Linked DNA regions of Mus musculus: regions 1, 3, 4, 5, 6 and 7 are each linked to region 2. A link is a contact called in public HiChIP or PLAC-seq and promoter capture Hi-C data. All regions are on one chromosome and are shown on one strand. Each heading gives the region's core, a stretch centred on a gene start, on an enhancer-like site or on the middle of the called end of the contact. The rest is flanking DNA. Distances are from core to core; before and after follow the strand shown. Region 1 has its middle 33 kb from the start of Lyrm9. Region 2 holds the start of Nf1 (neurofibromin 1). Region 3 holds the start of Ccnq (cyclin Q). Region 4 holds the start of Lyrm9 (LYR motif containing 9). Region 5 holds the start of Nlk (nemo like kinase). Region 6 holds the start of Utp6 (UTP6 small subunit processome component). Region 7 holds the start of Tmem97 (transmembrane protein 97).

What was found. Promoter capture Hi-C pulls out the DNA fragments that hold promoters and counts their contacts. HiChIP or PLAC-seq counts read pairs in DNA pulled down with a chosen protein or histone mark. Capture Hi-C pulls out chosen DNA fragments and counts their contacts.
Region 1: a contact with region 2 is called in an H3K27ac HiChIP or PLAC-seq map of microglia, with 5 times the contacts expected there. The contact joins the enhancer-like site here to the promoter of Nf1 in region 2. A contact is called at or near these places in 3 of 39 promoter capture datasets (hippocampal neurons, liver and pre-B cells) and 3 of 115 datasets of contacts at active chromatin or transcription factors (bone marrow-derived macrophages, embryonic stem cells and microglia).
Region 3: a contact with region 2 is called in an H3K4me3 HiChIP or PLAC-seq map of bone marrow-derived macrophages, with 7 times the contacts expected there. The contact joins the promoter of Ccnq here to the promoter of Nf1 in region 2. A contact is called at or near these places in 5 of 39 promoter capture datasets (hippocampal neurons, liver, pre-B cells and 1 more) and 2 of 115 datasets of contacts at active chromatin or transcription factors (bone marrow-derived macrophages and microglia).
Region 4: a contact with region 2 is called in a promoter capture Hi-C map of liver, with 4 times the contacts expected there. The contact joins the promoter of Lyrm9 here to the promoter of Nf1 in region 2. A contact is called at or near these places in 9 of 39 promoter capture datasets (3T3-L1-derived adipocytes, the C10 cell line, HPC-7-derived erythroid cells and 5 more), 1 of 15 datasets of contacts at CTCF or cohesin (large pre-B cells), 8 of 115 datasets of contacts at active chromatin or transcription factors (SST interneurons, cardiomyocytes, embryonic forebrain and 3 more) and 3 of 9 other capture datasets (adipose tissue, embryonic stem cells and liver).
Region 5: a contact with region 2 is called in a promoter capture Hi-C map of liver, with 3 times the contacts expected there. The contact joins the promoter of Nlk here to the promoter of Nf1 in region 2. A contact is called at or near these places in 4 of 39 promoter capture datasets (hippocampal neurons, liver, pre-B cells and 1 more), 1 of 484 Hi-C or Micro-C datasets (embryonic stem cells), 4 of 115 datasets of contacts at active chromatin or transcription factors (astrocytes, embryonic forebrain, embryonic stem cells and 1 more) and 2 of 9 other capture datasets (adipose tissue and liver).
Region 6: a promoter capture Hi-C map of liver shows a contact between it and region 2, with 5 times the contacts expected there. The contact joins the promoter of Utp6 here to the promoter of Nf1 in region 2. A contact is called at or near these places in 7 of 39 promoter capture datasets (the C10 cell line, hippocampal neurons, liver and 3 more), 3 of 115 datasets of contacts at active chromatin or transcription factors (bone marrow-derived macrophages, embryonic forebrain and large pre-B cells) and 2 of 9 other capture datasets (embryonic stem cells and pancreatic islet).
Region 7: a contact with region 2 is called in a promoter capture Hi-C map of hippocampal neurons, with 7 times the contacts expected there. The contact joins the promoter of Tmem97 here to the promoter of Nf1 in region 2. A contact is called at or near these places in 9 of 39 promoter capture datasets (3T3-L1-derived adipocytes, cranial neural crest, embryonic stem cells and 5 more), 7 of 115 datasets of contacts at active chromatin or transcription factors (the 230-238 cell line, embryonic forebrain, embryonic stem cells and 3 more) and 1 of 9 other capture datasets (liver).

Annotation. Positions count from the first base shown.
Region 1 is chr11:78,791,293-78,794,968 of GRCm38.p6, forward strand. No RefSeq gene overlaps it. Among named protein-coding and RNA genes, the nearest start is that of Lyrm9, 33 kb to the right of the region's middle. Within about 2 kb of position 1,464, at least 125 of the 459 cell types and tissues checked have an H3K27ac peak or open chromatin away from gene starts, as enhancers often do. A contact at or near this core is called in bone marrow-derived macrophages, hippocampal neurons, microglia and 1 more, where this site is marked.
Region 2 is chr11:79,338,511-79,341,779 of GRCm38.p6, forward strand. It overlaps Nf1 (neurofibromin 1), which reads left to right and starts at 1,382. Exons shown (of 58, transcript NM_010897.2): 1 at 1,382-1,549. The coding sequence starts at 1,490.
Region 3 is chr11:78,750,163-78,753,506 of GRCm38.p6, forward strand. Ccnq (cyclin Q) reads right to left here and starts at 1,567. Exons shown (of 1, transcript NM_197989.1): 1 at 344-1,567. The coding sequence starts at 1,500. The coding sequence ends at 748.
Region 4 is chr11:78,824,350-78,827,952 of GRCm38.p6, forward strand. Lyrm9 (LYR motif containing 9) reads left to right here and starts at 2,246. Exons shown (of 4, transcript NM_001076681.2): 1 at 2,246-2,287. It also overlaps the pseudogene Gm23219.
Region 5 is chr11:78,695,993-78,699,257 of GRCm38.p6, forward strand. Nlk (nemo like kinase) reads right to left here and starts at 1,433. Exons shown (of 11, transcript NM_008702.3): 1 at 1-1,433. The coding sequence starts at 274.
Region 6 is chr11:79,960,982-79,964,760 of GRCm38.p6, forward strand. It overlaps Utp6 (UTP6 small subunit processome component), which reads right to left and starts at 1,406. Exons shown (of 19, transcript NM_144826.3): 1 at 1,237-1,406. The coding sequence starts at 1,328.
Region 7 is chr11:78,548,450-78,552,032 of GRCm38.p6, forward strand. Tmem97 (transmembrane protein 97) reads right to left here and starts at 2,286. Exons shown (of 3, transcript NM_133706.2): 1 at 2,079-2,286. The coding sequence starts at 2,204.

The DNA of each region.
Region 1 (3,676 bases), core at 214-2,713, 550 kb before region 2:
CCTGAAGGTAATTATACATCAGCTCCTTCGAAACCAACCTGCCACGACTCTCCTTATCTATATAACAGGCCGTAACCGCCCCCCCCCCCCCCCCCCCCCAGTTTATGCTATGTTGAAGATGGACCCTAGAGCCTGGTTCACACTTGACAGACATTCCACCAACTGAACTACTTCCCTATCCCCAAAGTTATGCAAAAACAAAAAAAAAACCCAAAACAAACAAACAAACAAAACCCAACAGCAACAACAACAAACAAAAAACCCTAGATATCACAAAGAACAGGAAGCTGATGGGGGAGGGAAGAAGGAGAAAATAACAAAAACTCCAGGCCTTGCTCTGGACTGCCTCAGAACAATTCAGAAAGTACATCACCAGTCTGGTTTAGACTGGTTGTGAGTCTGTTGCAATGACCTCCCATGCTTGGCAAGCCTCCAGTGGCTGAGAAAGTAATATGCCACGGGCCAAGTTCCATAATTTATCGAGGGGAAGGCTGGCTCTGCAGTTGGCACCCCTTCAGCTAGCCAGCTTTCATGGATACAACACATCCGATGGATCTGGCTCAATAAATTCAGGTCCATAAAGTCTGAAGTCTGTGCCTTTTCCAGTAACACAGAGTCTCTGTCCCCACAAATGCAGACGCTGTTCCCTCTCACAGATCCTTTCCCTGGATTCCCTGTTCCCAAGATTTCCAATCACTGCCCAGAAAGGTTCCTGGGAACCTTCACCTGCCTCACAACCCTCTGGGGCCCCCAGAGTAGTTCAAAAAGACTCTGGGGGAGGTCCCTGAGGAGACCCAACCAGATCTTTCCTGAATCTTCCTTTTCTCTGGCGGTTGGAGATGCCCTGCCAGTTGGAGATGCTGAGCGGCAGGGGCTGGAGGGGAAGGTGGAGGTTCCCTTTTAGACACCTGGTCCTTTCACCTATTGTTCGGCTTGGGCTGGCAGCTCCCTGCCGCCTAATCACCCTCTGCTCATTAACAAGCTGTACTCATTTGCATGTCTAAATATCCCTGTACTTAGAGCACAGCCCATTAGTCGCCTCCTTATATCTAACAATACAGGGAAAGGGCATTGAGGGGGCAGATAGGAAAGGTGGCTCCCACATGCCAGTCTCTGGTCCTGGAAGCCCACCTGAAGGCCAGGTATCCTGTCCTGTTTCATCTCTCTTAAAACCTGCCCATTCTTACAGACTGAGCGTTGCTATTTTGGAGTGACTGCCTCCTCCTCCTCCTCCATTTGGAAAATCTGTGGCTCTTTCCCAGTTTATCTCACTTATTCTTATTTTCTTGTCTTTCCTAGCTCTACTGGGAGGACACAGTAGCCCCTCAAACCACAAGCAAACAAGCTCCCCCCCCCCTCCAGAGCCCACAGCCTTCCGCATCCACCAGCTTTATGCAAATGTCCCAGCACGCCCACCCTCTTTGCACAAGCACGGAAACGGGAACTTTCTATGTATAGATCGCCAGTGACGGTTCATTTTTATACAGTTGGAGAAGCGTGAAAAGTCACCGGCTTGGATAGTGCCGTCCTAAATCAGCACAGACCACGGTGGCACCTGCAGTTAATGAATCCACTCACTGACCCCACGACCCTCGGCTGAGCATTTACAGGAAAGAATACTGCTCTTACGATCCCTCCGGCTTTGGAGGAATTGGGCACCAGCTTCCTGGAAAAATACCCAGGAAAAATACCCATAAAACAACAGACTCAAGAGAGGACCAACCCTGAAAGATGGAACACCTGGACTGAAAGCTTGTGCCTGGCTTGATGGCAACACTTGCCGTACCAACAAACAAGAGCACCATAGCACAGAGAGGTTAAACGAGTTTATAAAGTCACACAGCTTATCAAATCTTGGTATGTGCAGAATTCAGACGTGGCCAGGCTGGTTCCACCTATGGTCACTTTGGAGGTTCCCGCGTGGCAGAGGCTCCCGAACAGTGGAGGCTCCCGCATGGTAGCTGAAATAACAGGATGCTAACTTTGTTCCTTGCTTGTTCACAGTTGCTCACACACACACACACCCCTCCCGCGCCTGCCCGGCATCCTGTTCTTCTTTAAAGAATTCACTTCTGTAGGTGGCTGGGGTGGTTCGCCTTCCACGCTTAGCTTCTGCAACTGGTCTTTATTGGTTTAGACCAATTGGAATACCTGCTCACTGTCAGCCACCATGATTGGCTGCAGACAGGCAAGTGGCCACAAAATGTGACTTTAGTCTTCCCGAAGGAGTTCCTGAGAGAGAAACTCCCTCTTCAATGGACCAGTGAGGCTGTAAAAAGATGCCTGCTGGGCAGACCAAGTGAGAGCACTGTACAGAGTTTCAAAAGGAATCACTGGGACGCAAAACAGGCAGACAGAAATACAGCAAGTCCTTAGTGAAACTATGAGTTGCTGGATCAAGCTTTGCCTGAAACTAACAGTAATTCTAAACTTGCCAGTAGCCTGACACACAGTAGGGTCTCAATAAATATTTGTTGAATATACAAGTTTATGAAAATCCCTTTTTGATTTGTCCGCTTTGAGTTTCTATCACTGACTTATGAAATGAAAGATTCCTACTGGATATACGTCTACACACACATCAGAAACAAACTTGAGCCATGGTAGACACAGTGCATGCTGACAGAGGTTGGTCTTGTTAAAGCAACTCTCTGAAGGTGGGCTTCTGTCTTTACACGTGAGTGTATGCATGCCCACACCCACTCACACACAAGCATATATGATGTAGGTGTGTGCATATTTCTGTATGTATACCTGTGTGGGGGTGAGTGAGTGCACATGTGTATGAATGTGGAGGCCAGAGGTTGATGCCGGCTGCCTTCCTTTATCTCTCTCCACTGAAACTGGAGCTCACCCCTTTAGCAAACCCAGTGCCATCAAGCTCCAAGGAGTCTCCTGTCCCCACAGTAGAATTACAGGCTTTCACTGCTCACCTGGGTTTCACATGGGTCTGGGAATTCAAACTCAGGCCTCCATGCTTATTCAGCAGGCACTTCCACACCCAGCCATCTCCTGATCACCCTGTATCTTGTCTCTGACAAGCATGAGGCCCTGGTCCAGCATCTGTGTGAAACAGCAGAAGGCTTCTTTACGCTGCAGACTTGTTGAAAGTAATGTAAGATCTGTGAAGGGTGAGGGAGCCCACACTCTTATCCAGTGAGGGGTGCCGAGTGTGACGCGTATTCTTAGGCCCCATGGTGCTCAGCAGGAGGTCTTCACACCTCAGACACGTGTGGGGTCCTCCCAGCATGGCTGGTGAGAGGGTGTTCATGGCCTGCCAGAACTTGTTTTCTGGTTCCCTGCCTAAAGGTTTCCCAGGTCTCAAGACAATGCCACCATCTTGGCTTCAAGTGTTCAAACACATGACCCTACGGAGTACATTGCACATGCAAACAGTAGCACCCCTGATTCATCTGAGCTCTCAGAGCTGGGGCTCAGCTGCTGGCCTTCCTTTGGGACATTATTAAAGCCAGGCACTGGGCTCTGTGCTAGCTTGGAACTCAGCCTTTGGGAACTAAGCAACACCAGGTCTGTGCCTATAACCCTAACACTTAAGAGGTGGAGGCAGGAGGATCAAGTGTTCATCCTCCACTACACAGGGAAATAGAGGCCAGCCAGGGCTACCTGAGACCCTGCCTCAAACAAAACAAACCAAAGAAGCCAAGGGGTTTTGCAT
Region 2 (3,269 bases), core at 132-2,631:
CTGCTTCTAAACACATTTTAACACTGACTTAATTCAAGTGCATTGAAGAAAACTCATTTCAAAGTCCAGTGTCAGAGCGCCTTTCCCTCCCCATCCGATGAGTAGAGAGCTTCACCCTGTAGCTCTGCTTGGCCTGGAAATCCCCAAGTAGAACAGGCTAGCCCCGAGCAAACTATCTTTTGGGTTTATCCTCTTTTGTAAGTGTGCACAGCCAATTCCACACAAGTCCTTCAAACTCTGGTTCTGGGCATTGGGAAGGCCCTTGTTTCTGGAGAGCCATCCTTCTCGATTTGTTCTTAGAGTCAAACCATTTTGGTACTTATCAGCCCTTGGGCATGTATCCTGGAACCTCCAGTGCTCTGTTCATCAGATAGGTCAGGCTACTGAGTCCTACTGGAAAGGTTTGTTCGAAAGGCTGAAATGCATAAATGTTAGGCCTTTTAAAGGTCTTTACAGTATGGTGAACTAGTCTTCAATCTGAATTATCATCCGTGCAAAAAGTTTTATTAACTTGGTTGTCCGTCAGTTTAGTTGAGGAATTTCGGATTGGGGAATTCTAGTCTCCAACTTGGATCACCACTGGGCCTTGCTTTGGAATTTAAGCGACATTAAAAAGAAAAAAATCACGGAATCTCTCTTGGCCTTCTTTTTACCCGTTTTCAGCAGCCTTCAGAAGCCCCATCGACTGCGTGGCGGTGTGTGCCTTACATTTTTAAGTGAAGAAAGCGGAGAGAGACTGACTCCAGCCTCCGGGACAGATCAGCGACAGAGATCAGCGGTCGGAGAGAAAGCCTAGCCTCAGGACACCCTAACTTCTAACCCCGGGAGCGATCCAAGCCCGGAGGCCAGCGGGGGAAGGGCTGTTCGAGGCGGCGGTGGCAATGACAGCCTACGCACCGGAGTCGGCTCAGATTCTCTGGCCAGAGCCCCGCGCCAGTTTAGGTGGGGAGACCCGCGGCAGCGAGGGACGCGCGCCTCCGGGCCCGGAGGAGTTAGGTGACGTCACCTCCAGGAGGACTCGCTTTTTCATTAATGAAACCGGCCGGCCGCGGGCGCATGCGCAGCAGGCCCCTTCCCTCTCGCTTCCCCCTCCCCTTTCCCAGCCGCGCTCTCAATCTCAAGCTCGCTCGCTCTCCCTCTCCCCGAGCCGTGGAAAGGATCCCACTTCCGGTGGGGTGTCATGGCGGCGTCTCGGACTGTGATGGCTGAGGGGAGACGGCGCTAGTGGGGAGAGCCACCCACAGGCGCCCTCCCCTCCCCGGGCTCCCCTCCCCACCCCTCCCCCAGTCTCCTCGCCAACGCCCCCTTCCCCTGTCCCCCTCCCGGCGGGCCGCGCGGGCCCCCGTCCCCACCCCCGTGGGAACGCTAGCTGCCCGCACTCCTCAGCCGCTCGGCTCGCCGCTGCCCTCACCTCCGCGCCGGCCGCCCGCCCGCCCTCAGGCGGGCCCCGGACGCCGGCCCTCCACCGCCCCCGGGTCGCCGGGAGGACATGGCCGCACACAGGCCGGTGGAATGGGTCCAGGCCGTGGTCAGCCGCTTCGACGAGCAGGTAACGGGCCGCGGCGGGCAGGAGGTGGGAGCGGGTGGGGGTGGGGACGCGGTGGGTGAGGGGAGGAAGGAGCGGCTGCCTCTCGGGCTGCCGGGGGCTCCGCAGACCGAGGAAGGGCTGGGGTGGGGGGGCGACGCTAGGGGACTGCCCGGGGATTCGGCTGTGAGCCGGGGCTCTCCTTCCCTCCTAAACCGGGGGGGTGGGGCCTTGCCCGTGACCAGCCCTCCATCCCCTTTATCCCAGCCCTTCCGCTTGCTCTTGGTGCGGGGATGAGTGACCTGGGGGCGCTTTCAGGGCCACTCCATCTGGATTTAATGGTTCTCTCTTAACTCTCCCCTTTTAGAAGGAGGTAGATAGGGGTTCCCTCTTCCCTTAACCCCCTCCCCCCCATCCTCGTAACTGGGGATAACCGAAGGAACCCCCAGTCTGTGTATGCATCCCCAGTAGGAGCAAGATAATATCCTGCCCCACCCCCATTTTCTGTAGCTGCCCCTTGGGGGCAGGAGTAGGGAAAGCACAGGTTTTCTTACTTTTCTGCTCGGGGCGTCAGCTTGCCTGGATGATGTTCACACCAGCATCCTTGATAGCCGGATGACACAAGGTTGCCTTTTGCGTTTGCAGGGGAAACCGTAGTTCTGAAATGACTCCCCTCCCCCTTCCTTGCTTGATGATCACACCCCCCTCTCCAGTCCCTGCTTGCCAGCAGCCCCAGAATGAATCTTGGCTTTCCTAAGTGAGACTCCAAGAGTAAGGGGAGAAGGGTGAAAGCAAAGGGAAAATCTAGCTACAGACTAGACAGCAGAGACAGACAGCTAGGATGTGGTCCTAGGGCCAATAATTGTGACCATGGTTTGTTGTTGTTTGACTTGTTTTTGACTCTTTGAACCCTCATTGAGACTACTTGGGATGGAGGGAAAAGTTTTGTAGTTTAGGAAGGTTGCTTTTTATTCGCTGAGTTTTCCACACATAAAATTCTAAGGCTGATGAGTAGACAACCCACACATAGCCTTTTGTCCATGAGAACTAGTTTAATTTGATGCTATCTACAGATAGCTGGGGCTGGTTTAAAGGATGGTTGCTTTTTGTTGCAGTTCTGCCAGGGGGTGTCCTCTAATGAGAGAATTGTTTAGAATTGAACCAATCTCTTTTGTTTATTGGGTTTAATCACAAAACTGATTATGGGAGCTGACAGGTAGGGGAAGGGTTTCTTCTTTAATTTGACCAGCAGACATTTTTTTATAGGACTCAATCTTTTGACCTATCCGACAGAGGAAGTCTACCCAGAGGACACTGGGAAACCTACACAGAGCTGAATGTGGTGGTTATATGACTTTTGTCCCAGCACACAGGAGGTCAGAGGCAGGTAGATCTCTGTGTGTTGGAGGCCAGCCTGGTCTACAGACTACATGCCAGGATGTCAAGGTTACTAAGGGAGATTCTGTCTCAACACCCCCCCCCCAAAAAAAACAAACCTACATAGATAAAATTTTGTAGCTATCAGAGACTTCATTCATTTGGTTTCCAGACCAAAAGGCATCAAAACAAACTGTTGTTGTAACCCGCCTGAAGAAGTAAATATTACTGTGTAAATTGGTCCAGTTATAGAGCATTAGATTTCAGTAGAACATTAAGTAGAATGTTAGATTCTAAACTTGATAGAAAAGAATTGCTGTGTAGAACTTAAAAAAAAAAGGGATTTAAGGGGCTAAAGAGGTGGGTT
Region 3 (3,344 bases), core at 317-2,816, 590 kb before region 2:
CCATTATCATGAGATGATGGGTAAGAATCCAGAGAGCTGAAAGACAGAAATTCTTACAGCCGTTATCATACGTTTAACATTCCCCAACTCATACTTTGCCTATCTTTGTATACTTCTTTTTTGTAGAAATTATAGTGCATCTATAACCTTGTTATCTTCTATGCTGCCTAATATGAACCTTTACCCACATTGTCATAAACCCCTTACAAATATGTTTTAGTGGTTGAATAATAAATACTCCATTGTATGGATGTACCATGCTTCACTAACCATTTCCCCAATATTGATCAGTTTCCAGTATCTCTCCTACTGTAACTTAGAAATACCATAAGGCAGACTCTGGTGCGTTAAACCTTTCCTATATTTTATTTGCATAATTTTTATTATACAAAATAAGATTCTATGTTACACATTCATACTTCCCCTAAGGGTGCAGTTCTATTCTTTAACTTTCCTGTTGGCGACCTGCAATGGTCCATGCCTCAAATGCAGCATCTTCTCAAAGGGCAAAAGCTGATGCAGCCAATTCTAGAAAGCTCTATATGTCCTGCCCACATGGAAGCTCTTAGCATTATTTGAACAAGGGCTGCTGGGGACAAAATGACAGCATGTCATTGCAGTCACCAATGACATCCTCTGCCAGCACAACCAGTCCTCCGAGTGGAGACACGCCATCACAGCAACTTGGTGGAACGATACCCCAGGCCTCCGATCATCCTGGTCTTAGGTCCGGCCTCGGCCAGGGCCTTAGGGGATCTCTGTATCCATAGTATAAATCTGAATGAGATCAGACACAATATTGTCAATGATTGGCTTGGTAAGGTCATCACTAAATACCTGCCACCAAGGCTTCTCGGCCTCACCCTCTGCAGGCACCTCGACTCCATAGACCTGCAGGGCCAGGTAGAGCACAGCCACGGCTAGGTGCTGAGCCTGGAAGCGGAGGCATAGCCCCCCGTGGTAGCTATCTCGTAGCAGAGCCCAAGCTGTAACTGAGATGGGGGTTCGTTGCCAGCTGTAACGATTCAGCCAGTTCTTGAGGGAAATCAAGTAGTGCAGCAGGTACTTGTGTGGATGCTGGAAAGAGACTTGGAAGCGCAGAACTCGTAGCATAAGAAGCTCACATTGTACAATGCTGTCTCGTAGCTCCCAGAAGCGGGAATCCAGCTCCAATGGCTCACTGCCCGGGTTAAAGTACCTGTGCGACACGTTGATGATGTCACGAGTACGCAAGTGTTGCTCCTCCACTTTGCCGGCCAAGTAAATGGAAGACATGGCGACCAGGTAGAGGTCATATGCGTCCAGGTTGATCTCGCAGAAGAACTTATGGTAAATGGTGCAAGCGGTGGCGATGGGGATGGACTGCATGCCTAGCTTGACGCCTGCCTCCATGATAAACCGGGTTACTCGGAAGTGCACCCTCGCCTCGGGAGCCGGCCTCTCCTCGGCTCGCGGCGCCGCCGGCCCGCTTTCGCAGCTGTCTGGCCGAACAGCCTCCATGAGGCCCAGCAGGCCGCCCCGGAAGGAGAAACGCTCCGGCGCGCCGAGGCCGGCTCCGGGGGTCCTCGCGGAGGGGGCGTGCCGTCAAGCGGCCACGCCCCCACCCGTCCTGCCGCCACGCCCACCCTGCTCGGCTTTTCCTCCTATATTAAAAGATAGGCACTCAGGAGCAGCTTGGTGGAGACGAGGAGTGCTATTTTTAAGACATCTGAGAAGATACTACTTTTGATTTAAGGGGCTTTTTCACTGTTCCTGAGAATCCAGGCTATGGAAAGGATGAGAGTCAACTCTCACCCTGGCATTTGCCTCTGTGACCCTGGGGGCTTTGGTTGATCCTCTACATCTCATTCCTTAGGTGCAAGTTGGGGTGGTTGGCTGTCCCCTCCTCATGGAGCTCTTGTGAAAAATGAACGAGTGATGTAGGCAGATCAAATATGCTCCATAAGTTTGGCTTTGATGATTATTTTTCTGAGTCAGGTTTTCTACATTTAACCCAGACTGGCCTTGTACTCTTGATCCTCTTATCCCAGGTGTGCAACACCACACTCAGCGATATTTTGTTTTAATTGAAAAAGAAAGGAAGGAAGGAAAGAAAGAAAGAAAGAAAGAAAGAAAGAAAGAAAGAAAGAAAGAAAGGAAGGAAGGAAGGAAGGAAGGAAGATAGATACATCAGGACATCAGGACAGGGGTTTTCTATTGTAGCCTTGGCTGTCCTGGAACTTGATCTGCAGACCAGGCTGGTCTCCAAATCAGGAGATCTACCTGTCTCTTAGGATTAAAGACATGCACTGCTGCCCACCCCCCCACCCCCCCCCCCATCCTGCTACCATCACCCAGCTCATGACCTTTAGCTATTACTAATTTGTTTTGAGGAATCTTTCATTTTCATTTATGTCTTTATATATCTGTATGAATTAAGACTTTTGTAAAGTGGGAAAAAACACCCTAAGCCATAGGGATTCCAAAGAGAGGTATATGCATTAGACGATGTACCAGACATGGATTTCTCAATCTTAGCGTTCTTTAGCCCCCAAGAAAAGCAGTACCCCACAACTTCTACATTTCTCATTTGGCCACTTGTAGCACACGGTTATCTTCCTCTTTAAATGTTACCGATTAAGACTACATTCTCAAATTTTATTTATTTTTTGTTTGTTTTGTTTTTGGAGACTGTTTCTCACTATATAGCCCAGGCAGACCTGAAACCTGTTATATAGATCAGGCTGGCCTCACAGAGATCTGCCTGACAAGTGCTGGGATTAAAGGTGTGAGCTTTCACATGCTGTGGAAGACACTATGTTGGTAGTTCTGGGGACAGATAGAATCCAGCACATTACTCGTGAACTAAATGCCCTGCCCACTTCAGTATGATTTTTTTTTTTTTTTTTTTTTTACTATGTCAGAGGATCTTATTGAAAACACATCAACAGTGGTGGTATAACTTGAGAGGGAAAACGAAACTGTTTCCAGAGCTCTGTAGAACCCTGACTTCTGTAGGAGCACACTCTGGTAAATTGAGACTGTCCATCCTGGGTGCAGTGGCCTGCGTTAGCCCTCAAGGCAGAAGGGCAGAGCAGCCAGTGTCTGCTGCAGCTCCCCCTCCCCCAAAAGCAGCTGTAAATCCATTTCCTGTCTTGTAATTATGTCTCTTGTAGTAATTAGCCCCTTCATATCAATGAAGCTGAATTTCCATGGGTAATGAAATGAAGCCCCAGTGTGTGAGACAAATGAAATGTGGCAGGCAGGTGATGGCCTTGCAGATTTCCTTGGGGACAAAGGAAATGACCCTTCATGTCCAAAGGCCACTGTGGGGGTGAGGGTGGAGGAAGCAAACAGATCTCTGT
Region 4 (3,603 bases), core at 996-3,495, 510 kb before region 2:
TTTCTTAAGCAAAAGGTCTTTAAAATTCCACTGACCTGTGCTCGCTTCAGCAGCACATATACTAAGATTATCACAGCCCCTGTGCAAGGATGACACGCAAATTCGTGAAGTGTTCCATATTTAATAAAAAAAAGAAATTCCACTGACCTGTAAATATCATGCAGCCTGACACCAGGGCGCCCAGCTGCCAATCTCAGTGTGGAAGAAAATGACAAGATGAGAATGGGTGGGTTTCCATTAGGTTACAGACTTGGTGCTATTTCAGTGAATGCTTGGACTGGTAAGAATTCTTTAGTTTTACTACTGAAATGAAAAGAAATTTAAAGTTTCTGTCAAGTTAAAAAGAATCACTATTTCCTTATTCTTTTTTTGTTTTTTATTTTCTTCCTTCCTTTCTTCTTTCTTTTGTTTTGTTTTGTTTTATTTGTGTTTTTTTTTTTTTTTTTTTTTTTGCTTTTACAAGACAAAACAGCCCTGTTTCTCTGTGTAACAGCCCTGGGTGTCCTGGAACTCGATTTGTAGAGCAGCCTGGCCTCGAACTCACAGAGCTCCACCTGCCTCTGCCTCTGGAGTGTTTGGATTAAAGGTGTGCACCTCCTTGCCTGGCTTGGATTATTCTTAAATCCAAGTTCTCACTGTGACTCGGTAAAAGAAAGGGAGCTGCTATCCACATCTCTCCCTCAAGCTAAAAAATAAAAAAATTTCTTTTCTGTTCTTTCTCTTTTGTGCTGCCTAGCTGTCGACAAAGAGTTTTCGAGAAAGATAAATGTTGTGTCTCTGTAAAGACAGAAGTAACACAAGAGGCAGGAAGGTGGAGCCTTTCGGAGGTAGAGCTAACAGCTTGCTTCTTGAATATTTTATGACCTAGGTATTAGAATGAGGCTTCTGAAGCAGGAACACGGAGATCTAGGAACAAAAGAGGGGGACTGAGAGAACAGATTGAAATTTCTTAAAAATATGAAAGGATCTTAATGTTGTACGAGAGAGTGGATTGGTGTCCCAGCAGGTTGCTCCTAGTAAGGGCTCTAAAAGCGTAATGATTTATTGATTGGATCTGCACTAATGACATGCCGTGATTATGCATGGGTAAATAAAAAGGCTGATTTATGAGGGTGCATTCGGATCTTTCAGATACAGTTGGTCCAAGTCTACAGTTTGAAAATAAATGAAGGAAATTATCTGGGTATTCCAGGGGAAGAATCCTCCCACACAGATTTGAAGACGGGGTAGAGTGTTAGCTGAAGAGGAGGAAGGGGGTGCTTTGTGTGTGGGGGGGGTGCGGGAGGGAGACGGTGGCATTCTAGAGAGTTGAAGATGAATCAGAGAAAGGAAGTAGTTCTGTTAAGAAATAGCCCCTGCTTCCTAAGAGGAAGAAAAATAGACTTCCGAGTGCTGCTAAACAGCGATGTTTACTTTTAAAAAATGAAGAAAAAAGGCATTATAAGCAATTGTCTTGTTAAAGCAGCTACATGAGGAGCGTGTGTAAGGAAATCGGGCTTTTCATTATAGGTAGATTTTTTTTAAAGCCCCGAAGAGGAAAGATGAAGAGAAGCAATGTTATCCACCGGCGCCCTTGCTGCCTTTCAGACAGCGGCCCAGAGAAGCTAGAAGCCTCATTGAACAGGGCGTTTGTCTCATGAAAAAGACCTGTCTTTATTTCTTTCAGGATATAAAACTTGTGTTTAAATCAATTCAGAGAAGCATTCTGACTTTAAACATGCGCGAGTGGGGAGAACCCGTTTAATGAAACAGCATTATTTCATTTTCAAAAAATGATCCCGGCAGTAGCTGCAAGTTAAGATTCTTCATTCTCTCCCTCGATTATAATTATAGCAGAGTTGAAAGGAAGCGTGCCTATTACTGTCATATGTATTCTTCTGACAGGTGTTGTGGGACTGTAATTTGATCAAGTGACTCGAAATGAAGACTCCCTTCCAAACATAATTCCTGTCATCAACATAACAACAGGAAGGACACGTCCTTCAAGAAGACGTTTCACAGATCTTGAGCACCCCTAATATTCTCCATTCGTGGGAATATGAAGAAGAGCTTGCCATCAGAGTTTGTATCCAAGGTTGTAAGGGAGACAAGGAAAAGCGGGCCGTGGTTCCAGCCAACTGGGCGGGGTCGGATCAGGAAGCCCGCACCCAGTAGGACCCCGAGTCCCGCGGATGGCCGGCAGAGGGCGCTAGGGTACCAGGCGGGGGCGGGGCTGCGCTTGCTTCTGCCGCGCAGGCGCAATCGTGTCGCTCGCGGTGTCTCCAGTTGGCGTCCGCCGGGAAGGCGGGTGAGCCGCGCTGCGCGGGCCCTTGGGCGGGGACTCGGGGGGCGGCAGGGGCGGGCTGGGGATTACCGAGGCTGCCTGCAGGGCCGGGATATGTGGAAGCCCTGGGGGCGATCTGCGGGCTCTCCAGGCTTTCCCCTAGTGCCAGCGACACCTGTCGCAGCCATAGTTGCCGCGCCGCGGAGGAGCGTGGGAGGCCGGGATGCGGTGTCGGAGGACACGGGGAGCCAGGTCTCTGCCATGTGCTGCTGGCATCTGCACTCGGCTGGAGCAGCCTCCGTTCTATGGTTTTCAAAGAGGAGACGTGCTACTCTCACTCGGTCTGCAGGAACACCCTGTTACCAGGAGTATCTGGAATAATTTTGGTCTTTGCAATATGTAACCCTATCTGGCCTTGAACTCGTAATCCCCCTGCCCCAACTTCCCAGTAGTACTGTGATTCCCGGCCAGTGCTAAAGTGCACACGTTTAATAACATTTAGAATGTGCGCAGATGTGCATCTATGGCCACTGTTGATTTTAGAACATTTACCTTGAAAGAAAACCATCTACATTTGCTGGCAAAACCCCTCTCCAGTCTCGTCCTTTCTCTTTGCGCTAGGCAACCACTTAGCTGATTTCCATAGATTTTGTTAGTTCTGAACATTTCACAGAAATGGAATCAATCATATGCAGCCCCGGTTATTGGTTTCCTGCGTCTTTTATGCCTCATTCAAAGCACGCACGTGGTAGCATATGTAAGTGCTTCATTCGCTTTATTACAGAATAATTTTCCAATGTTTGCCTGGATCAGATTTTATCTCCCCATGTGCCCAGTGATGGCCCTTGGGACTCATTTGAAGTCCTTACTCTTACATACCTGTCTTCTGGGTATAAGGTGGGGGTGGGGGTGGGGGTGGGCCAAAGAAAGGGAAGGATAAAGTGTATATCCTTGGGTGGCACGTGGGATTTGGCCAGGAAGAAAGAGACTGATTAGCTTAGCTGCTAACTAGGAGCTAGGAACAGCTCCGTGGTAAAAAGGTTGCCAGGCATCGTCAAGCCCCAGGATTCATTTCCAGCATCCCCACCTCCCACAGGGATGGACCAAAAACTGGTTCTGAAGGGTGTGCCGGTGGGAATGTAGGGAGGCTGGCCTGACCTTGGCTGTGTGGGAGAGGGACGAGGGGAGGCAGGATTGCTGGAAGAACATAAATATGCCAGATGGAGCCCTAGGGTGGGCGGGGGCAGGGAGCTAACCATTCCTATTTTCAACTTTCTCCATCATGAAGATTAATTGCGTATTTAAAAAAAATGGCTGGTGCAGGCTTAATTTAGCTTTTA
Region 5 (3,265 bases), core at 183-2,682, 640 kb before region 2:
GCTGTTGTTGCCCAGGGTTTAACATGGCTGCGGCTGCAGCTGCTGCGGCGGCTGCCGCAGCTGCCGAAGACGTATGCTGCTGGACTGGGTGTACGGCAGCAGCCGACCCCGGATGAAGGTGGTGTTGAGGGTGGTGGTGGTGGTGAAGGTGAGGAGGAGGAAGGTGTGGAAGGTGGTGATGATGGTGGTGGTGGTGACCTGCTGCAGCTGCAGATGTACCGCCATTGTAAGCCGCCATCATTTTTGCGTTGGCTCTTGTGCCACAAAGAGACATTCAAAAAAATGCCCTTTGATTGGAAAGCAAACTGGGTCAAGCTGTCATTTGGCCATTTAAAAAAATGAAGAAAAACCACTCACTCCACCTCAAAAAACATAGAGCGGAACTGGCTTTATGTCTTCATCGGTCAATCCAGACAAGTTTGACAATCTTGGGTGTTCGATTTGGGGGTGAGAGTGTGTGGAAGGGTATGGGTTGTCAAAATAAAAGTTAAGAACATAAAATAAGAAGAAAAAAAAAAGGAAAAGAAAAAGGGAAAAGGGCCCCTTCCCCCCAGGATTCCTGCCACAAGTGGATACTAAAACTCCATTCTTAATGGGGGGGAGGTTCCAACTTTGAATGTGGGAATAAAGGCCAAACCTCCCGACCCCCTGAACTCCGCACACGAAAAGGATCTGGTAACACGCCACCCTTGGAATCTTGTAAGAGGGTTGACTCATCTACCCCTTCCATTCCCACATCCTTTTCTAAACACCTCCCACCTCCTCAAAAACACAATTAAAAAAAAATTCCAACCACTCTAAATCAAAAAAGATGAGGGGAAATTATCAGGGAAACCAGCTTCCAGCTTCCCTCCCCTCGAACTCTCAGGCCTTCCTACATCGCCCCCTACTCCGAGTCTGGTTGACCTGATTGGGGGGACTGAGGAGATGTACCAAACTTTCCTAGGCAGAATGAGCCAGGGAAGGAGGCTGGAGGAAGAGAGTGAGGCGAAGAGGCGACAGGCAGGACAGAAGAGGAGAGAGAAAACCCCGGCAAAAGTGAAGGGAAGAAGGTGCAGGGAGGGAATGAAAGAGCGGTGGGCAGTACTCGGACGCCCAGACACAGGGAACCGCCCCGGAGGAGGTTAGGGTCCCGGGGCCAAAGAATAGGAGCCCCGGGAAGCGGGCGGGGGACGGTCGGAAGCAGGCTGACTCCTGCCCCCGCCGCCGCCGGCTTGTGCTGAGGAGGGTTGGGGGGGAGAGCGGGTGGGTCCCCCGCGCGACGGCCCCTGCAGGGCTCAAGGCTGCTCCGTCTCCCCCCCTCCCCCCCACCCGGCTTCCGTGCCCACGGTCGCTTTCTCCACAGCCGCCGTGACCGCTTTCTCTTCAGCCGCCGCCTTCTCAGCCGCCGGTGCCGCCGCGGCCGGACTCACCTCCCCTAGCAAAGCCGGATAGAGCGGAGCCAGCGGCGGACACGCGCAACCAGCCGCCGAGGCCCCGCCCCCGCCTCACACTGACCGGCTGCCCTAGCCAATCCACGCCCACCTGTCCGCGTCCGCCTCCAATCCCTGGCCGGAAGCTTCAGACAGGCGCACTGGTCGACCAGTGGCAACCAGGTGTGGGTCTCCTGGGGAAATCCCGCCCCCGGTTCAGGATGGGCAGACAGACAGACCAATAAAAAGGCAAATCTTGGCCTGACCGACAAGACTGAAAGCCAATTAAAAATCAAAAATCTCCGTGACTTTTTTTTTTTTTCTTTCGCCTCTCTCCTCTTTTCTTTTTCTTCTTTTATTTTTTTTTTATTTTTTTATTTTTGGAAAGAGCAGGAAGCTGCGTGCTAATCCCGCCTGCAAGAGCTAGAAGAGAGGGGCGGAATGAGGAAAAAAACCAATCACGAGCCAGGAACAAAGAACAGAGAAACCAATCCTTGGGTTGAAGACTAAGTGGGATGGAACTGAGTACAAATAGATATATAATTGGACAAATGGGGGAAAAAAGATTGACATAGGTCCCGCCTTTCGTATGTCCCATTGGATAGCATTGTGGAGAATTTGCTGTCATATCGGAGACGACATCTTCAGGAGGCGGGGCTAAGAGAGAGGTGTGGTTTTGATGTGGGCGGGACTTAGGCGGAGAAGGCGGAGTCTAAATTATCACTGGTCCATTGATAGGAGCCATCTACAACTCTTTCTAAGGTACAAGATATGGGAAAAAATAGAAGGAGCAAAAAGGCATGTTAAGCTTCAAAAACTCAAGGTTTCGTAATACGAAACAAAGTAGACTCATCAGTTAAGCTTGATTTTGACCAAAAAGAGGCTTTATTTTCAGTATACCAAGACTGCAAAATTTATACAAATTAAAAACCAGGGGAAAAAAAAAACACGTTAAAGCCCCTAAACAGTAATAATCTCCCAAAGTTTTCTGGTCAAGTAAGTTCCATTCATTGAAATTTTACTAGAAGAACATCATTCTTTGATATTACTTTGCTTAACCTAAATTTATTCTTAAATACTAGGCTAACAGACATTCTTTTCAATAAAACTGTGTATCAAAACCTAGAGGCCATTTTTGATTCCTCTTTTGCCTGTCCACTCTTCCCTTTCCTATCAAGAAAGTAGTCTTAAACACCTTTGAGCTCCTCTCCACTTCTACTCCTCAATTTGCATTACCTGACTGTAACACCAATAGTGTATTTAATGCATCTCCCTGCCTACAGCTCCCTGATGGGCTGTTGAGGACATAGTAAACTTTTCAGCTCCCATCATCTGTAAAAGGTGAAGTACTGCCTGTAAAATTGTTGGTTAAACCAAGAAAGAAGGCATAGAGAAATTTCAGCAGAAAATATGAGCCCATGAAAAAAATCCCAGGATCATATGAACAATGATATATTCCAAAGTTCCAAAGTTCCAAAGTTCAACATGGTTTTGAAATATAAGGAATTGACTTGGGTTGAGTTCCAGAGAAGTTTGTCATTGACCCGTGTTCATAGAAATATGTAGCCAGATGTTGCGGCACATGCCTTAAATTCCAGCACCTGGGAGGCAGAAGCAGGTGGATCTCTGTGAGTTCAAGGTCAACCTGCTCTACAAAGAAAGTCCTAGGATATCTAGGGTCTCAAACCAAACAAATATAAATATGTGTAATAAAGAATAAACAAACAAGTAAATAAATAAGAAAAATAATTTGGCAGTCTATTTTTATCTGAGGTTTTGGTTCCTACGATTTCGTTTTCCATAGTCAACTGTAATTCAAAAACATTCTGTATATATTCCAAAAGTAAACACGT
Region 6 (3,779 bases), core at 156-2,655, 620 kb after region 2:
CTCTATGCTGTTACACACTTACTCTATGCTGTTAAGAACATCCACATACAGTTTTAAACTTTCAGGAAAATCACCTCAGTTGCCAAGATCATTACTGTTCCCACCAGCAAAGTAAATAATGCCTAATGCTTTTTATTATTTATACATACTAACAAAGATTTCTCCTCCAAATTTAGGCTACTTAGGGGCTTGTCTTGGGGTGTGTGTGTGTGTGTGTGTGTGTGTATGTATACATTCTCTAGAATCAAACTCAAGGCGTTGGCATGCTAAGCAAGCACTCTGCAATGCTCTTAGCTTCAATGCTTAGGTTTTTGTTAACCAAATCTCTATCCTAAAATCTTGGGTCTATTTTCAGCATGTAAATTCTTAAAACCTAAATTGTCTCTAACTAAATATTACGACAAAGGAGTGAGCATACATGTGTTCTAAGAAAAACAGAATACTCAAGACAATATTTAAGAATGGTAACACATTTAGCACCGCGCCCCCCTTGTTTTTCCAGACAGGTAGCACTCACAGGGATCCGCCCACCTCTGCCTCCCAAGTCCTGGGATTGAAGGCCGGTGCCCTGACTCCGGGCAACATTTAGCACTTTCTAAGCGTCCTCGCGGTGTTTCCTAACGTTTTTCTTTGCGGATCCTACACTCACACTACTACTGCACTTTTATCTAGAGTCATAGAAAAGTAAACTGTTACAGAAAATCACTAAAAGTAACTGATTTTACCAAATTACCAAATGCCAACTATATTCCGTGCCCTGTGGCAGAGCGCTAAAGAAGCATAGGAAATGAATTGAATGGTCTTCAGTCTATAAGTTTAGTTAGGGAGACCTACCCACTCCCCCTGGGCTTCCGTGGCGCTGTACTCGACTATCTAAAGCTGTATACCCCAAACTTTTAAACTATAACCATTTTCTAATCGGAATTCTCCCGCCATTCACACTGCCCAGTATCCTTGACGGGCTAGGATCCTGGCTGGATCACCTTTACGGCCGCAAGACCCTGACCATTGGATGACGGTCAGTAGGAAGGGTAAACGGACTGATTATGGATCGCATTGCAATACGTTAAAGTTGAATTCTGACCGTGGTCAAATTCCAGCCACGGACTTTTCCCTCTGCTAGCATGGTAGCTACAAACAAACTCAGAAAAGTCAGCACGCCGGTCCCCGCCACACACTGGCCTCAAGCTCCCCTCCGGCCTCCCCGCTCCTTCCTCTTCCCTGATCCTCTCTCACTTAATCTCCGCGTGACTGAAGAGTCCGATGCGCTCCAGCTGTTCCAACTCCGGGATTCGATCTTCTATACGTTCCTGAATTATCTCCGCCATGAGGCTGGAACTTCACAAGCAGCCGGGCGGCCGATAAGCGTAGAGAACAGCCACCTTTCAGCCTCACTCTTAGTGATTGACTGAACGTGCTTCGTAAGTCCCGCCTTTTCCGCTTCCGCCATTGGGGAGCCCCTCTTTTCTAGCGAAGCCGCTGTCGCCTCCCTGTGGTTGACTATAGGATTGCAGCAAGAACCTTTTCCGGTCTGGGAATGCATCTTTTGCGGGGGCGGGGCTGGGGGCGGGGCTAAATCCTCGCGCCTCGGAGACCGGAAAAAGCTCCTCCCGGAATACCTGATAGGAGCTTTAAGTACGCTACCTGGAAGTCATTTGTTTTTATCATGCTCCTGTCGCAGGTTCTCGCTTCTCGTCACCGAGAACACTGAAAACTAAAAAATGTAACTGAAGACGATATTGTTAATTATGCAAATTCGATGAGGCTCTAAGGCTGCGGACCAGCTGCCCTGGTCTTAGTCGGCTGGCTTCACGAAACCAGTATGGTAACCGTGCATTTTCACGTCCCAATGAAAGCCTCTGAATGGTTGGTTCTTTTTAAAATGGTGAGAAAAAATGTATTATTTAAATAATTAGGGCCATCGTGCTACCTAGCCTGGCAACCTAAATTCGGTAGAAGGAGAGCACTGACTCCTGCAAATTATCCTCTGATCTCAACACGCGTTCTATGGCGCGTGTGCCCGCCCACGTGAATACACACACGGTTTTTAAATTAAAAATAAATATCTTGACCTATGTAGACAAAATACTTCAAAATTTTAGGCACTGGATAAATAGCAGAAACTGTCATTTGTTTTAGAAAACAATGAAAAGTTTGAAAGTTGGTGAAATAGATCAATATTTACACAGATCTTCCTTACAACATTGTCCAAGCAAATTAGTGTTTCTAAGAGATCCACCTTGGAAGCAACATTGCTGTATAATTACTACCACCTTAAAAAAAAAATCTGTGGTTCCCTTCTCTGTTAAGTTCTGGAAGATGATAAAAAGCCAAAGCAGGGCTTCTTGCTAGACCTGTTATTAGAACACTCACGTCGTTACCCCGGTCTTCTACGTGATTTATGAGAGGGAACTAGACTTCATAGTCACCCAGAGCCACCCAGCTCCTTGCTTTCCTTCCCTTTCTGTTTCACATCTTGTCCCACTGGCCTCAGAACTGACACAAAGGTCAATGTGAGCTTCATCACTTCCCAGCCCTTTCAGATCTAAGATCTGAGACATGGAAGGAAATCATGTATGTAAATTAAAGATGCAGTTTCCTTGTAATAGTAACGCAGGACTTGTTGTTATTAGTCAGAATGGGGATGACTGTGAACAGCAAGTCCAGTGTGGGCAGGAAGCTTGTAATAATAAAAAAAAAAATCAACAAATAAATGCGCAAGTGTAAGGCATTTATAACGTTTCTTTAAGTTCAAGGAAGTCAACAAGCCTGACAGATTGTAATCCTTCCTTTCCAGACAAATTTGACAGAGAGTAATGAGCTAACTACAGTTCTTTGTTGTTTTTTTTTTTTTTGGTTTTTTTTTTTTTTGCTAACTACAGTTCTCAACTGTGCTCTCCACTGTTGTTTTGATATTTAGCTGTTATACTTATCTTGCCTTAAGAATTACTATAATAAAAATGACAAAATCGTCTCTTCACCTCAGCCTGTCATAATAACAGCTGTCTCACTATGTGCCCAGTACTATGAGCAAGGCTGTGATCTTCATGTGAATCACATGAATGTTTTATTTTTGGTTGTGAGCCTAGCCTTTACAGGCTGAGCCATCTCTCCAGCCCAGTGTTTTATTCATTTAGCTGACCCTGGTGGTGAACACCTTTAATCCCAGCATTTGGGAGGCAGAGGCAGGTGGCCATCTTTGTTTGGTTGTTTGTTTGGTTTGGTTTGGTTTTTGAGATAGTGAATCTCTTATGCATACCAGGCTGTCTTGGAACTCTCTCTGTAGACCAGGCTGGCCTCTTATTCAGAGATCCATTTACCTCTGCCTCCCCAGTGCTGAGATAAAGGCATGCAATATCACACACAACTCTATTTTGTATCATCATCATCACCATTATATCAACCTAAGAAGGCTGAAAACACCTACTAAGGAATGGGGATGGGAGGGGACATCTAGTTCAGTGGGCTAGTGATAGAACACAGACAGTCCTAAGCTCAATCCTCAGAAACAGTTCACCCCCCCGGAAAAAAAAAAAGGAAAGAAGAAAAGGAAAAATTACCAGCCTTCGTCTCTAAAACACATTTACATGAAGTTTGCATTTTATTTCACATAACTCACTAGTATAGCTTTACACTCCTGATCCTGATCAGCCAGAATCTCCCATGTGCTGGCACTGTGGGCCACTGTGCTTGGCTTTTATTTGTTTGTTTGATTGTGTGTGTGTGTGTGTGTGTGTGTGTGTGTGTGTATTATATGTATGTATGTATTGCATACATCT
Region 7 (3,583 bases), core at 1,036-3,535, 790 kb before region 2:
GTTACAGGACACCTGGAGCTACACAGTGAGACACCATCTTGAAAAACAAACAAAAATAAAATGTTTAAGTGGTGGTCTGCATGATGCTGGTCACATCTAGTTGTTTCAGGAGTGGTGAGCAAGGATGGGTGCAAGCAGTCAGAAGGTAAACCAGGAATTGCCAGGGAAACAGGCTGGGTTTTCAAAGTTGTGAGGCCCTATTTCAAAAAACCTGTCACTCAAGCCAGGTGATGCCTGTAAACCCAGTGCAGCTCAATTGGTGAATTCAATTTTTAAACAAACCAAACCCAACCCAACCAAACAACAAAAACAAACCTCAAACACAATACCAAAGGAAAAACAAGGGCTATGGGTAGCTCAGTATGCAAAGCCCTGGGTTTTATCTCCACTGCTACCAAACCCCAAAGAAACAGTGACTCCCCTTCTTCATGGCTATAGCTAGTGCAAAGTTTTGATGGCCTCTTTGTAGTTGTCAGGCCCTTCCGTGGCAGCAGGCTGACAGCACTCAAAGGTATCATGTCCTAATCCATGTCCAATAGGACCACAGGTGTACAGAAGGATGTTCAAAGGGGAGGTTTTCCTGGGTTACATGGTGGGCCCTCGTGAATTACAAGTGACCTTATAAAAGGCAGAGAGAGATGTGAATACAGATGAAGTGGCAATATGACGGATGACCTGCAGAGATTGCAGTGAAAGGGCCACAGCCAAAGAAAGGTCAGTGGGTAGACTGTGCGGCCTGAGTGTGATCCGCAGCTCTGCAAACCCAGCCACCTGGAAGAGGCAAGGAGTGTAGTCTACCTTTGAGCCTGAGACCGAACATTCTAAATTTCTAACCTCCGAGCAGCTTAAGCATAACGTTGGGGGTAAAGTAAGCCACTGCGTTTGTGACAATGTCTTAGAGGAGTGAAACAAATCAACTTAACTTGATAACACACTGGTTTTGGTGCTGGGATTTGAATCCAGGGCCTCGTGCATGCTGGCCAATGTTTTTACTACGGAGCCACAGCCTCAATCCCACAATCTTTTGAGTTTACAATCTAAAGCTGTAGCTACATGTCAGTTACAGCCTGGCCTGAGGTCCTCTTGCAATGGATTCAAATGAACTATTATTTTAAGGGGAAAAAAAAGTAGGATCCATAGGGCCCTCAACATGTCCACAGGCAGCCAGTCCTTGGGAAAGCAGCACCACAGACCGGTGCTCTTGCCACATGCTACCTACGGGTTTCCCCTGTAGATCAAAGGTCTTTGCAATCCCGTGGTTCCACAAACAAACCAAAAAGACTTAAGGGAGTGGGGGGTGACACTGCTGATGGTGTCACTCCTTAACTTTGTTGAGTAGGTGACAATTCCTGTGTCATGTCCTCTCAGAGAACACAAGGCACATGTCATTTTGCAGCCACCATTGAGAATTTACGGATTTAAGATTAAGAACTGCCCTGCAAAGAAGAAACATTTAAAGAGCATTTCAGCCATTTCAAACATTTAGGTGGATAAGTCCGTCAGTAGATTGGAGAGGCATGCTTAATCTTGACCTTAAAATCGGGTCAAAGAATGCTCTCCAAAGCGCAGGGAACGGTAGCTCATCTTCAAACAATTCAAAACTGACTTGGAAAAGCGACATTTCCTCAACTGCTCCTCAAGCTAGATCCAGACCCAGAAGGAGTGTATGAATGCCACGAGCACTAACCAAGGGCTAACCCTTCAGTCATTTTATTCTACTACGCAGGACTTTTTTTTCTTTCTCGGCTTACACTGGACTTTTAAAGTCCATCCAAACGCAATAGATTCAACACGTGACAGACACTGGTTCACCCAGGCAACTTCCCTCAGCCAACTGCCGTAGTTAAAACCATGGGAGCGAAACACACCCAGGCAAAGGTTTTGCAAAGGATTGGCGAGTACATGGGGCTCAAACCCAGGACCTCCTAGGCATGCGCCCTACCATTGGGTTGCACCCTCAGTTCCGCTCTGAAAAAAACAAAGCGGTGGTCAACGGCTGGGGACAGCCGGCTGGGGCCGAAGTCAGGCACGGAGCCAACAGAAATCAGGACGGCCACGTGGGGACCCCTGAGCCTCACCTCCTGCGGGTATAGTTCGGGCGGCAGCACCGCCTGCAGGTCGATGAACAGCGTGATGGGGATGTGCGAGACGAAGTAGAGGCCCAAGAGCCACTCGACACAGCGCCTAGCTGCCAGGGCCCCCATGTTCCCTCCTGTCCGTTGGGCTACGACTGGCAAGCCGGTGATAGAAGCCTGCTACGTGGTTAGAAGCCCCGCGCCCGAGCTGTGCCGTCCCGCCCCCGGCTCACACAGGCCGTACCTATTGGTCGAAGGGGAAAAACAGAAGCGGCTCGTGAGTGGGTGGAGGCCCTCGTGGCCCGCCCATATAGCGGGGCTATAGTTTGAATGATGGCCTACCTGTTGTTTCCATTGGCTGCTGGGAGTACCGCGTGAGGGGGCGTGGCTCTGAGCGGTCCACGTCGGCGGGTGCGCGTGTGCAGCCTCGGGCTGCGTGCGCTGGTCTTCCCTGTGCCACGAGTGTTTTATTCGCTGGGTTCTGTTCCGTATTGGGACCCCGGGCCAGTAAAACCAGAACCCGCAGTGGCAGTTTAGGAGCGCTGCGAGCCGGACTTTCCTGCTGGCTCCAAAATCACTGCTCAGCCCACAAATAATGATTTTATATGATGGACCCTGATAGGCCTGGGACAAGATGGGGGCTGCCATTCGATGAGAATAGGGAACACAGGACTTGGGTTCAAGGGAAAGGAAATTAAGTTTGTGCTTTGTATACACTGAGCAGGGTTAGGGCTTGGGTACTGCTAAGTATAGAGCATTTACTTAGCACTCAAGAAGGCCCGACTTCCATCTCTTGCACCATTTGAACCAGAGCCCCAAAGGGCCGGGTGTGGACAGAAATCTGTAAGGTCTAGGCCAGCCTGGTCTACAGGCAAGCTAGGGATACATAGAGCCTGTCTCAGACCAAACCAACCAACCAAAGAGACCTTGAGCAGGCAGGCGGGCAGTTGGATGAACTTGGTTTAGATTTGTGAGAGCATTTGAAGGTTAGAGAGCGAAGGGCATTAAGAGATCCTACAGAATCATAAGGGTCATGGGAGGAGATGACCAAGCGAATGATGGTCACAGGGAAGAATGGAGTAGCTGTGTCACGGTTGACACTGAGTGCTGTCCACCAGTACCAATGAGAAGTCCTATGGCTGGAGAGCAGTGTATTGGGAGGTAGGGAAATGGAGACAGAGTGTAGACAACTGGTCGGGAAGAGGTAGAGAAATGGACCCCACGTGTCCTTCTCTTTCTTTTGTATTCACTTTTTGAGACAGCCTCTCACTATGTAACCCTGTGACTGGCTGTGTAGACAAGGCTAGCCTGAACCTCACAGAGATTCACCCTGCCTCTGCCTTCCAAGTGCTGGAATTAAAGTCATAGGCACCATGCTTGCTCCAGTGTGCCCATTTCAGCAAAGGAGACTGGGATGTCTAAATGGGTTTGAAGTTTCTGCCCAGAGAAGTGAAGGAAAGTATAGCTAAGGGAAAGCAAAAATTAGGGTTAGGTAGGGTAGTCTGTGT